Regions from separate parts of the Mus musculus genome. Here region 2 is linked to region 1. Evidence: chromatin contacts called from public Hi-C data. All regions are on one chromosome and are shown on one strand. The core of a region is the stretch at or near the end of the contact, and the rest is flanking DNA. Distances in the headings are between cores, read along the strand shown.

Region 1 (6,801 bases), core at 2,894-5,393:
GCATGATTAGAGGGGATTTATTTATCTTAGAGAATTGCTGTTATTTAATTATGTGTATGTACAGGTACTTTTGAAGAGCAGAACTAGAGCTTACGGGGGTTGTAAGCTGCCAAAATGGATCCTGGGACCCTGGGTCCTCTCCAAGAGCAGTATGTGTACTTCTCTGTTTAGCTGCCTCTCAAGCCCTCTTTTGTTTGCATTGATTCATTTACGGTGCATCAGGTGCATGTGCACATACATGCACACACATGTACATACATGTAGCCACACAGATCAGTGTTAGCTGTCTTCTTCCATTACCCTTCACCTTATTTGTTTTAAAGAGTTTATGTGTGTGAGTGTCTTGCCTGCATGCATGTATGTGCAGCACAAAGTCACAGATGGCTGTGAGGTGCCACACGGGTGTTTAGAACTCAAACAGGGTTCTCTGCAAGTGCAGCCAAGTTCTAAGCACTGAGCCATCTCTCCAGCCACTGTTCACGTTACTGAGCGCCACTAAATCTGGAGCTCACTGGTTTGAAGGCAGGGCTGGGTGACCAGCTAGCCCCTAGGCACCCTCCTGTCTCTGCCTCCCCAGAGCCCACACTATGACACATGGCACGTTTCAAGTGAGTCCTGGGGAGCTTAATTTGGGTTGTCACACTTACATGGTAAGCACGTGACCAGCCAAGTAACCATCCTAGTCTTCTAACCGCCCACAGTAAAGTGAGGGACGAGGGGAGGGGACGGGCGAGGAGGAGGGGGAGAGAGGGGAGTCTGCGTCAGGATGTATCATATGAGCAAAGAATACAAGAAAGAGAAACAAAGAAAGAGAAACATAGGAAGGAAGGGTGGATGGAGAAAATATCGCAAAGTGACAGCCTCCACATTCTAAAACTTTTATTTTATTGTAAATAATGGACGAAGTTATAGGTCCCCTTTGCACACTTACATAGTATGGTTCTGCTTCTCTTTCAGTTATCTCATCCTGATAGAGAGTAAAGCAAGTTGGAATTCGTCCAAACCACACATCTCGAAGCACATCTTTGTCATCTGTCATTCTTCCAGTGGATGAAGCAGTACATATAGGCTAAGTTCTTCCTTCAACCAAAGCCAAACTGGAAACAGAATAAATAGCATTAGTCAGATCCTTCCAAGAATTAATGAAAACATTTCATAGGCAAAAAATGAACACCAAAAAACTTCACTTAAAGAAAAGGTGGAGTGGGGTATGGGGAGGCCTCACTGATGTACACCTTAAATCCCAGCACTTGGCAGGGGCAGAGGGGCAGAGGGGCAGAGGGGCAGAGGCAGGTGATTTCTCCAAGTATGAGGCCAGCCATACTTACCTACCTCTTACTCTCTCCCAGCCAGGGAGGAGGGGAGGTAGGTAGGTAAAAGCCAGGAATTTCTACATTAGAGAAGCCGAGACAAGAGTCTGTATGTAGCAAGACTGAGCTATTTGGTAAAACACAATCTCAAAAAGTCTGTGTGTATACACATGCATGCATATGTGCATGCATGTGTATGTGATGCCAATTACATATTCAAGTAATAAGCAATATAAGTCCCATCAAAATAGAAACTATACTTCTGCAAAATGTGTGTGTTTTTTAATGTTTCTTTTAATGCCTTCTTTCTTACAAACTGCAATCAGTTCTCTTAACTACAGGCCAGCCCCCCTCCCAGTTTCCAGCTCAGCCCCTTCAAATGTTTCCTCAGCCATTCCTCCCTCAGTTTCCCAACAGTCTGCTTAAACAGTCTCGTCTCTCATTTTCCCCAGTAGTAGCCTCTCCAAACTATAGCAGCTGTTCTACCCTATCTGCTCAGCTTGGCTTCTCCTGGCTCAGCTGTCACCAACTGTCTCTTGTCACTCTGCTAGTCTCTCTACTGTCTCCTAATAATATGGTCTCTGGCTCAACAGGTTCCCATTCTCTTCTGCTCAGCCTCCTTTCTACACTGACTGTCTTTTCTCCTCAGCCCTACTCAGTCCTTTCCTAAACCAACTGTCTTCTCTGACCCTACTCTCCTGCCACCTGGACCCTCGGCTCCCCTCTCTCAGCCTCTGCTGGCTCTTTATATCCTCTCCTATCCCTAGAATTCTAGAGGCAACCCAAACCAAAGGCCATAGGGTCAAGCAGTTCTCTTAAAGGGCCAGGTGACTAGCAACTGGGGATCCTTTAAAGGGCCAGGCACAAAGTAAATCACACCACATACTTCTTACTTTTTCAAGCCTGGTAGACTCTTATCACTCACCTAAAAGAGAGCCTTGTACCTGTGCCTTATGATCTTAATCTAATTTCAGATGATTATTCACATAATTACACTTGCCCCATCTAATGTATTTAGCCTCTCCTACCACGTTTATCATTTCTCCTGAAAAAAAAATAAAAAGAATATTTGCTTCGATTTGCAGATGATAGCATATACCAATCAAGAACTGGGGTTGGTGCAAGCCTATAGGCCTCATGGGTTGAGCCTGGGTGACATGAGCCCCTGCCAAACAAACAAGCAAGCAAACAAATAAACAACAACAAAAAGCTCTTTATTAAGTTTATTCCCTTTTCTAAATTTCATCAGATGCATAACTTGGCCCCACCAATACTTCCAGTCATACTGATTACAACTCCGTCCTATAGACCTCAGTAAGCCCCGACCCCTAAACATCCAGTCGCTGTGCTCTGACTCCCCAGCCTAGTACTAACTCACGCTGCTTCTCTCCAACTCTTACTCACACTGTCAAGTGACTAACACCCTCAGTCCCAGTGAAATATTTCTCCAACTCACAACAGTCCTTACTCCACAGGGTAGCGCTGCTAGCTCGCTCTGCACATGAGGAAAGTCTCAGGATCAGGGAAGGACAATGTGCATGAGCTCTGGGATAGCCCAGGCTATCATGCTCATACTCCATGTCACCTGTGTACATGATGAAACACACACTGCTGATAATGCACAGGGCAACCCAAGGAGGTTCTACCTGAGTATTAAGGGTCAATATACAACCAAGACAGTGTTGGGCAGTTAATTCATAATTTAGTATAATGTATAAGAAAAATCCTAAATAATTGCATGGTGCCCTCCAAAATTATGGGCCTAGGTGGATATCAATTTAAAATTCTTTTTAGAGTTATTATTTTATGTTTATGAATGTTTTGTCTACATGTATGTGTGGGCAACACATGCATTTCTGATGCCCTGAAGATCCAGAACAGGGTGTCAGATCCCCCTGAACTGGAGTTACAAAAGGTTCTGAGCCACCATGCAGATGCTAGGAACTGAACTTGTTGCAAAAGCCAAAAGTATTCCAATGGCTGAGCCATCTCTCCAGCAGGACATCAATTATTAACACCGAGGTACATCAAGGAGCTTGCTTTTATCCTTTCTCCCCACCCAGGACAAACCCTTTGGGATTGGCATCAGTTAATCCATAGTTAAAGATCAGTCAGCTGTTGGCCATCCACACATAAGCAAACTGCCTTAGGTGGGAAAAGACCTGCCTTATGTCAAACTACTGGCCACTAGTCAACTTAGAATAAGGACCCTGGTACTTAGCAGTGCCTTGACTTTTATTAAATATATACAAGTATTCTAAGCTAGTGATATACATATGTAAATTTCATTCAGTACCACAGTGAGACTTCAAATTCAAGCATGCTTAAATTCTACACTCAAAAGAAAAATTTCTGAATGTACAAATCACTCAAATTAACTTGCTGAAAACAGGAAGCCCTCATTACTTCCTGACTAGGTTAGCAGCTGATCTTTAGAATAAATGTCCAGGCTGGAGAGATGGATCAGCAGTTCAGAATGCCCGCTGAGCTTCAGAAGGCCTGAGGTCTCTCTAGCACCCAGCTAGGATTCCGCAGAAGCACCTGTAATTCCAGTTCCAGAATATCCAATTCCCAGTTCTGGCTTCTTTGGGCACCCACAAACATATCATAAATTCACACAGATACACACTGAAACAAATACACATTAAAAATCAAAGTAAGATAAATTTAAAATAAGTAAAATGAATAAATTTATGTGGTTATGGGCTGGAGAGATGTCTTGGTGGGGAAAGGCACTTGCTGCGCAGTCTAATGACTTGACTTAGACTACTGAGAGCTACATGATGGGAAGAGAAAAACTGGCTGTCCTGATCTCCACGTGGCTGCATGGCAGATGTGCACACAAGCACAAACATACCCCACCCACACATAGGAATCTCAAGTTATACTACAGGGTATAGTCATAAAGACAGCCTGGTGCAGGAATAAAAACACACAGGAAGAGCAATAGAAAAGAAGATCCAGAAATAAAATGACAAAGCTATGTATCCACTGAATTTTTGACAAAGTAGGCAAAAACATACTGGAAAACGGACAGCCTCTCCAGCAAACAGTGCTGGCCCTCCTGGCTGTACCTGCAGCAGAATGAAATTAGTCTTACCTTTCACCTTGTATAAAAATCAATACAAAACAGACTAAGGACCTTAATTTAAAACTTGAAACACTACAACTTGAAAGAAAACACCTTTTAAACTACTGGGATAGGAAGAACTTTCTGAACAGAACATAACAACACAGGAGCCAACCTCAAGTATCAGCAGGTGGGGCCACAGGGAAGTGAGAAGTCTGTACAGCAAAGAACGCTGTAGCCACAGACAGCCCACAGAATGGGGGCTACCAGCTACACTCAGTCAATATCCAAACTTACAAAGAACTGCAGAAATGAAACACCAAAGAAATAACACTGCCAATTAGCAAGTGGGTAAATAAACTTGAATATTCACTGTTAAAAAAAAAAAAAGAAACACAATGGCCAATAACTTTAAAAAAAACAATGTGGGTTTTTTTTTTTCAGATTTATTTATTTAATGAATTTAAGTACACTGTAGCTATCTTCAGACACACCAGAAGAGAGCATCAGATCCCATTTCAGATGGTTGTGAGTCACCATGTGGTTGCTGGGAACTGAACTCAGGACCTCTGGAACAGCAGCCAGTGCTCTTCACCACTGAGCCATCTCTCCAGGGAATGCAGACTAAAACTACTCTCAGAGCGTCTCACCAATGGCTATCGGTCATCAATAAACGTGACAACAAATGTTGGAGAGGATGTGCAGGGAAAGGAACCTCAACCACGATTAGTGGGCCACAAAACACTGCAGCTGTCATGAAACTCAGTTTGACGATTTCTCAAAAAACTTTTGAATAGAATTATCATGTGATCTCCTATTTCAGTTCTGAGTATACCCTAGCATAGAAGTGTTTTCACCCTCATCTTTATTATTGCTTTATTCACGAGAGAAAGGAACTGAAATCAACCTCAATCCCATCAACAGACAAATGGACAAGGAAAATTGGTGTATATATAAAATTATATATGTATACATATATAATATATATATATATATATGGAATACTGTTCAGCTCTAAAGAAAAATGAAATCACAAATTTTGCAGGAAGATGGATGGACTTAGAATATATATTATTAAGCAAGGTCACACAATCTTAGAAGAAGAAAAACCACATTTCTTCCTTACATGCAGAATCTAACATGAATGCATCTGCGTGTGTGAATACATATATTCGTAGGTACAGTAACATATGAAAGAGAGCAAGAAAAGCTAACATTAGGAAATGAAGAAGGAATGAATGCAAGTAGTAAATACAAGCTGTTTCCGAGTTCTGACTCTATCGTGGTTTTTTTTATTGGTGGTAGTGGTTTTGGTAGTGGGTAAGTGCATAAAACAGTGGAAATATAAAATCCAATGTGGATGGGTGGTGGTAGTGAACACTTTTAATCCCAGCACTTGGGAGGCAGAGGCAGTCAGATCTCTGTGAGAAGGAGGCCAGCCTGATCTACAGAGTGAGTTCCATGACAGCCAGGACTACATCAAGAAACTCTGTTTCAAAAACAAAACAAAACAAAAACAAACAAACAAACAAAAATAAGTAAATAAGGAAGGAAGGAAATACATAACTTGCAATGTGAAGATCCACAGCTCCTGTTTCTCTATAAAATATATAGAAGCTCATTGAATTGCATAGTCTTTGGGTGTTTTTTTTTCTTCAACTTTTTAAAAATATAATAAAGTTTAAAATAAAATTTAAATGTTCTTTAATTGGAAAAAATAATCAGCTTATGGATATTTCCTGATTTTGAGGTAAGGGCTCAGTATGTTTTATCAGAACAATAGAAACCTAAGGCACACTAATATGCACATCTGAAATCGAATGATTTATAGTAGTTTTGGGAACCTTGAACCATCCAGTCAACTATGACTCTTGCTCAAGAGAAGACAACTAAAAACTTCCTTAACTAACACATTTGAAGAAAACTCAATTCAGTTGTAAAGTTTTTTCTTGTTTTGTTTACTTTTGGTAGCATTGGGTCAAAACCAGTGCCTTAGACATACTAAGAAAGTATTCGACCATTTGATTTGCAATTTAAATGTTTAAGTCACTATCAAGGACCTCAAGCTCTGTAATTATAGCTACCAAACAGGCTGAGGCAGAAGGATCATTAAGTTCAAGGCCTGGGCTACAGAGTCAAGTCAAGGCCAGCATGGGAAACAGTGAAACCCTGTTGCAAAAAGAAAAAGAGCTTTATAGACAGAGCTCAGCAGTAGAGTGCTTGCCTAGCAGACCTGATGGCCTATGTAGAGTAGTAAGCAGTAATTAGCAGCTCCAACTCTTACTCAAGAAAGTAGTCAGGATGTTGAACATTTTCTTAGATGCTTCTCAGCCATTCGGTATTCCTCAGTTGAAAATTCTTTGTTTAGCTCGTACCCCATTTTAAAAATAGGGTTATTTGGTTCTCTGGAGTCTAACTTGT
Region 2 (6,801 bases), core at 2,792-5,291, 720 kb before region 1:
CTGATTCTAATTAATAAGAATAAATTATCAATTATAAAACATCATAGTACTCCCAGAGTGTATCTTTGTCAGGAACACATTAATATTGTACTCAATTCATTTTATCATTGTGGAAATCATTGAGTAAAATCATGGTGGAAAGTTATTTGGAAATATGTGTAAGGTTGAACTGTCAGAAGGAAAGAATTAATTAAGAGTGAAGAAGGAAAAAAAACATGCTTACATAGTCTTCCTATCTTTGTCTGGATCTTCTATTTTGTAAATTTTCATTGTTACTTTCAGCCAGCAGGTTCCTCTGTGGTCGTTATCATTTATTATCGCTTAGCACTCCTGTTTCAACACTGTAGTGAGATAGTGAAATGAGATTCGGGACAGTGCATACCAAAATGCAGAGTAATTTGAAATCTTTCCAAAATCAAGTAGAAATTAGTTGTGGGCTATCAGTGTGGGGAGGACACAGACTAGCAGCTAACTGAGAGCCACCTGTGCACATGTGCACAGCACACACGTGTCTCTGTGCTTCCGAGAAGGCAGGGAAGCATCCAAAATTAGCCCGCTGCTTCTGGTATTTGACTGACATCACTGACTACAATGGCAACTGGTGTTACTTAACGAGGTGTGGACCTGCTCAGTCAAGTTCAGCTGAGGGCTTACTTCAGTGGTGGTATGGCTTGCCTCCAAAGCACGTTCATGAGCGGACATTATTATTTCTCCCTGCATGTCTCAACCTATAGTGGGCTCAAAATGTGACTATCAACTAATGGAAATTCAGTTTATAAACATCCCCCTAGACACACACACACACACACACACACACACACACACAACTTTCAACTTGACACACCCACCACCACCACCACCACCACCACCACCACCACCACCACCACTACCACATGTATTCTAGTCCTCTCTGGGCTAACCAGGTTCCATAGGAAATCAAAGAGAATCCTAAAACATTAAAGTATGGGGGTTATTAGTGAGTGTCTTTATTTTCAATGTGCTTGTGTTCCTCAGACAGCTTGGGGCACCTGGCTGTCCTGTTAACTAGCATACTGAATTTTATGTAGGACGTCCTTGAAAGGCACTTTCACCTAACTCTTTGGCAGCCCCAGTCAGGTGGATGGCCTAATTTTTCCTGACTTTCACTTTGATAGATATAGTTTTGAAGGCTTACCTCCTCTTCCTCCTTCTCCTCTTCCCTTTTCAAATTCATGTGTCAAGCATGTCCCAACTGCTTTGCCCTTGCCTAGCTGCCTGTGGAGGGGAGATGGAAATTTCACATTTGAACCACATTGCCAGGAGCTCCTAATGAAGGGGCCCTGAAAGCTGCTGGCCCAGAGCCAAGTAGGCGCAGGCAGGAAGGGCAGTGTGGTCCTCAGGGGCTGGGGAGAGGGCATAGAGACATCAGCCACTCAGGTTCTGCGTGTCCCTTAGAGGAGACACAACACGTTCAGATGTAATATTTAAAATGCTGCCTTCTTAATTTCAAAGAAACCGTTTGGTAGCCTGTTAATCCCAATGCTTAAAATAATGACGCAATGCATTTGCTTTAGTTTAGACAAAACTCTCTTTAAGTGGCCTACTTTCATTTTCATCTGCACGAACAGTTTGTGGTTGTAATATTTGAGGTTTTAAAATTGTCTTAGTAAGGGAATACAGGTTTTTTTTTTTTTAAACCTGGCAAGCTTTTTTTCCCTCTAAATACCTTCACCTTGTTCTTATGACTCAAAGACTTACTTTCTCAGCCATGAAAGCTTCTTACAGACTCTGGCAAAGGGAAAGATAAACAGAAAACAGAAAAGGTGGCAAGCTTTGCAGAGTGTCAGATGCCCTGTACAGCTTGCCTTTTGTAAACTTCAATCATGGTGGTGTCTGTCTGAGAAGGAAAGACCAGGGAGTCCGCAGCTGAGGAGCCGAGTGTGCTGACACAGGATCACGTGCCACCTGACAGGGGACTGCTAATGGGTAGTGTGGGTTCTCTCTTTACCCCTCAGACTTCTCTTACATGATCACAGTGAGGCTGGAAGGTGAAGGCTAGGACAGATAGATTAATATGACAGCTTTTCTCCACAGTGAAGTCATTTGTTAAATAAAATCTCTGGGAAAGCTGACATCATAAAAGAAGTTAGATAGCTCCGGGAGGCAGTCACCACCCTCGATATCCTTGAACTCCAGAGACTTAATGATCTTCAAATAAGTAGTATTTAAACAAATCCCTTTTCAAATGAAGCAAAGGTCTGTTTATTTAATAATCACCATAAACTTTAAGTGGCAGAGAAAACTCCCTTGAATTGATATTTTGTAACAACTGTGTATACTGAGTAGGTGTTTGACTCCTAAAAGTTAAAGGTATTTCTGTTGTTGTGGTTAAATTCTGAATTTTACTGGCTAATCTGTGGGGATAAAAAAAAATAATTACTACTATGTTCAAATTTTGAGCATAAGTGGCCTTTTGTACATTCACATGGAGGGAAGTGGTGAGAGCGAGTTGTTCATCCCTGCAGCTGATGAGGACTGTGTGCACCCATATGCCCTCAAGGTATAAGCAGGACACCCACCACACCTTTATTCTAGTGCACAATGCACAGGGAAGCCTGTGACTCTGGAGGTTAGCATCTGCTCTGTGAGATGCCCTAGACATGGCTTGATGACTCTGTGGGGCTTTTCTATGCAGTCTCTGAAGTCAGACCACTCTGAGGCACATCTATGACAATGTGGTTGGTTTTTGTCTATGTGCAGATTCCTGTGTAGTTGGATTTGTTTGTTTGTTTGTTTGTTTTTTATGGGATTCTTTGAGAATTCAGAAACACACACACACACACACACACACACACACACTATAGATCTTTCTTGTTAGGGAGTTCCACAAACACCCTGAAGCCTGCATGACAACCCCTGATGCACATTCTTATACTTTAATTAATGAACTCATCGTGGATTATTTCTTTAATAGCCTTTCCAGGCTGTCTGCATTTTATTGCCACTTTTTGTCAAAGGAAACATTATTTTAAAAACAATTGAGCAGAATGAGAGTTTTTGAAAGGATGGAAGAAGAAACAAAGAAACAAACTTAAAATCCCAGCAGCTCCTGAGATTCAGTCCCCTTAGAAAACAAACACACTCTCTAGCAAGTGAAATGAGTCAGCACACTCTGTCTATGCTAATTTAAGAAAGGAAAATAAATTCTGAGTTCAGAACAGTACACCCCACTTTTCTAGGCGTTTCTGTCTCATTCTTCATTGAAGTTCTGATCTCTCCTGCATGATGGCCTCCGGCCTGCTGGTCTACCTACAGCTAGCTCCTCTTATCACAACACAGCACATTCTTATCTCTTCTCAGTAAAAACTACCAACTGGGTAAAAATATTTCTAACTGAATTCTCATTTAACATGTGAAACCGGCTCTTTTTCCTCCAGCCTGTGCAGTTTTTTCTTTTTTCTTTTCGGTTACAGGATGTTGTCCCCTTTCTTTTAAAAAAGATCTTTGAGGCATATAAGTTCTGAACTCAGAATTTATTTTCCTTTCTCGAATTAGCTGTAGCTAGAGTGCACTGAGTCATTTCACATGCCAGAGAGTGTGTTTGCTTTCCTCGGCGCCAGGTTGCCCTTTAGCATGCAGAAAGTTAAGAAGAAGGCAGTTTCACAACCCTCCCCTCTTAGCACCTGTCTGCAGTCTCACACCTGAAAATCAGCCTTGTCCTAAAGTGCTCATATGCTGGCCGGAAGTCCAATGGTCACCTCCATTTAAATGGCCTCTCTTCAGGTGCAGTTTTCCAATCTCCCACTAGTTGGGGCTCTACACAAAGAAAAGAAAAGAAAAAAGGAAATAAAGGGGCTCCACAGAATTATTTACTAAGCAAACACTACGCAGGAAGACTTTATTTTCCGTGTTCTTGAAAATACGACTGGTCATTTTATTTTGGTTCTAACACATCGACCACAGGTTTGTTTTGGGTTTTGGTTTTTGTCCCCCCCTCTAACTGCCCCCCCCTCCGTGGGTCAGTTTTATTTGCTCTTCATACCTTGATTTGAAAAGTCTGAACCAAGGTTACTACTGCTTTTGACATCGTTTAGAGGCAGTCAGCTCTCTCAGTGCGTAGTTGCTCTAAACTAGGAACGTGGAAAGTGCATAGACTGAACATTTAGCACACAAACTACAGCTCCACCTTCTCAGTAAGATTATTCTCTGCTCTGCTCTTAAACCCGCAGCACCAAATGCAGCTGATATTTTCTCTCTGTCTCTGTCTGTCTCTCTATGTCCCCGTGGGGCCCCCTCCTCTCTCTCTCTCTGTTTAGTCAGGATGAAAGATCCCCGTGGATAGTCACAAATAATCAAGATCCTCCCGTGCGGTCCACTGGCGCTCAGTTTTAGCTTTGTTTGTCCGGTCTTTCTCCACCTCCCCGGAGATCCTTTGGCAAATCAGATAAACAATGCCTTTTTTGCTTAAGGCAGAAAGAACAGTTGAATACAATGGGAGGCCAGACTTGGCTGAAATGCTGGCTGCAGGTGCTCTCAGCATTGTGGTCATTTAAACCAGATGCTGGGGAGTCGAAGCACCTGCTTCCCCTCTCTGTGTACACTTGAGAGACTGTGCTCCTGCGTAGGACAGGTCAGCGCATGGCTAAAACGAGTGGTGCCCCACAGCAGCATCGTTCTGGTTCATAAGACAGTTGGTACTAGGAAGAGCTTCGTACAGAGCCTGTTTAATCCTCAAACATATGTAGTTTAATTCAATATTCTTCTCTCTCCATTTCCAGACATACCATCACTATTCTGTATACACAGACAGACAGACAGACAGACAGACAGACAGACAGACACACACACACACACACACACACACACACACACACACACACACCTCTGCAACAGAGTCTACTTAAAGTAGACACTCAGATACAACGTTATTTTTCTCTGGTTTATATTATCTAGCAGGAAAGACTGACTAGGAACAAGAGGGTGATGATTTTTATGGTTCTGATAAAAATGAGACAGATGCCGAAAGCCTTGCATAGCTCAGATTTTATGAACATCTCTACAGCCATCATAAATCTATGGACAATCCACAATGAACATTAAATTGTGTACCTTGAATGTTGAGCATTAAATAAGAGATCAGGGTGACACTGCTTGTGTGTGTGTGTGTGTGTGTGACTAGACTAGATTCAAAGCTATAAGAGACTAGTTTGGTATTTTTGTACTAAAATTATTCTAAAGCACAATATTGCAAATCTAAATATGAATACATTAACTTCAGGGATATGTGAAAGTATTCAGAGTGTTTGTGGTATAGCTGTATGAGTCAGGCCTTGCCCTGATGTTAATATTTTAATTTCAATTTAAATATTTCTTTTCATCATAAATTCATTTTGGAACAGAGTCAGTTCTTCACAGTGATGCAGAGGGATTTTTTTTTTTCTTTCTTGTATTTATGAACCATGTTCTTCAAAGTTCATCGAGAAAGCTTTTGTCTTGAGAGCTGAGGTCCTTTCTGGAGGTTTCTGTGCAAACACACCAGTACTAGGGCTGAGGTCGGATGCCTGGAGGAGAGTCAAATAGAGGCCTTTTCAAGATCTCTAGTCCACCCTTCCCAAGAGAAACTTGTTTCTCATCTGTAAACCTCTCCTGGTCAGGCTGTGCGAAGAAATACTTTAATTTTTTTCCCCATAGCTCTTAATACACGGATATGGATTCTTTTCTGTGTATATGGTGGTAGAAATGGAATCCAGAGCCTTGTGCATGATTAAGCATATACTATACCACAGACCCACACTGTTAGCTTGTGACTATGTCCTTACTGCTGCCTGCTGAGGTCTTTGAAATGAAAAACCTTAAAAATGTTTCTAGGTTTGCAAGGACAGGAAGGGTGGCAGAATGGCTGAGGGTAACAAATCAAGAGAGCTAGTGGGGTTAGCTTGAGATGAGGGTATATAGTGCTGAGAAAGCATGCTTTGAAAGAAACCAGTCACAATGTGTTTTATTTTGTCTTGTTTTTTAAAGGAGGGGGTATATCTCTTTTTCTCCTCTTGTGTCTACATTCTTCTGGGCTAAAAAGTCCGTAGAGTGATTACCAAGATGTAGGAGAGGGGAGAGGGGAGAGGGGAGAGGGGAGAGGGGAGAGGGGAGAGGGGAGAGGGGAGACAGAGTCAGAGAGACAAAGAGACAGAGAGACAGAGATAGAAACACCACACAGGGAGAGACAGATAAAAAGACACACAGAGAGACAGACAGACTCAAAGGGAGGGACATACGGAAGAAGACATGAGAAAGACACACACACGAGAGAGAGAGAGAGAGAGAGAGAGAGAGAGAGAGAGAGAGAGAGAGAGAGAGAGAGAAACTAGATATTCCAACCTGCAGATGTGTGCTGCAGCAGTCTGTCCTGGGGAAATCGAATGGGGTAGAGAGGATGGCTTAGCAGAGATGACTATGGGAAGAGAGATTACAACCTCAGCTAAACCTCGACTCTTGTATTTAATATCTTTGGAGCTGTTTTCACTTATCTGTGTGACTCTCTTTTGTGCTCTTAATTTCTCCTTGAAGTTCTGTATCTAATCATTAGTTGGGCAACCAATAATTCTCCCTCAGCCCCCACCCCTTTTTACAACCAACTTTAATCTTTCGACTCAGTGAAAAACATGTTTCCCCTATCATAACTGGTTTAACAAAAATTCTCTTTCAAGTTTAGATTACTCAGATACAATGGCTTTCCTGCAGCGAGCTCTGCAGAGAGGAATTTACATCAGAAAGGAGATTTATGATAGCCTGAAATTTCCATTTGAATATGGAGAGTTAATAACA

The links. Hi-C and Micro-C count contacts between places; a contact is called where the count stands out from the background.
Region 2: a contact with region 1 is called in a Hi-C map of B cells, with 2.3 times the contacts expected there. The contact joins two enhancer-like sites. A contact is called at or near these places in 22 of 39 promoter capture datasets (the 3T3-L1 cell line, the C10 cell line, the HPC-7 cell line and 13 more), 2 of 15 datasets of contacts at CTCF or cohesin (embryonic stem cells and large pre-B cells), 101 of 484 Hi-C or Micro-C datasets (3T3-L1-derived adipocytes, the AML12 cell line, B cells and 63 more), 22 of 115 datasets of contacts at active chromatin or transcription factors (the 230-238 cell line, the SCID.adh cell line, astrocytes and 17 more) and 1 of 9 other capture datasets (liver).

The regions. Positions count from the first base shown.
Region 1 is chr10:44,280,328-44,287,128 of GRCm38.p6, reverse strand. Atg5 (autophagy related 5) reads right to left here. Exons shown (of 8, transcript NM_053069.6): 2 at 932-1,097. The coding sequence starts at 1,039. Among named protein-coding and RNA genes, the nearest start is that of Atg5, 15 kb to the right of the region's middle. Within about 2 kb of position 4,143, at least 7 of the 459 cell types and tissues checked have an H3K27ac peak or open chromatin away from gene starts, as enhancers often do. A contact at or near this core is called in B cells and liver, where this site is marked.
Region 2 is chr10:44,997,986-45,004,786 of GRCm38.p6, reverse strand. No RefSeq gene overlaps it. Among named protein-coding and RNA genes, the nearest start is that of Gm40639, 23 kb to the left of the region's middle. Within about 2 kb of position 4,041, at least 127 of the 459 cell types and tissues checked have an H3K27ac peak or open chromatin away from gene starts, as enhancers often do. A contact at or near this core is called in B cells and liver, where this site is marked.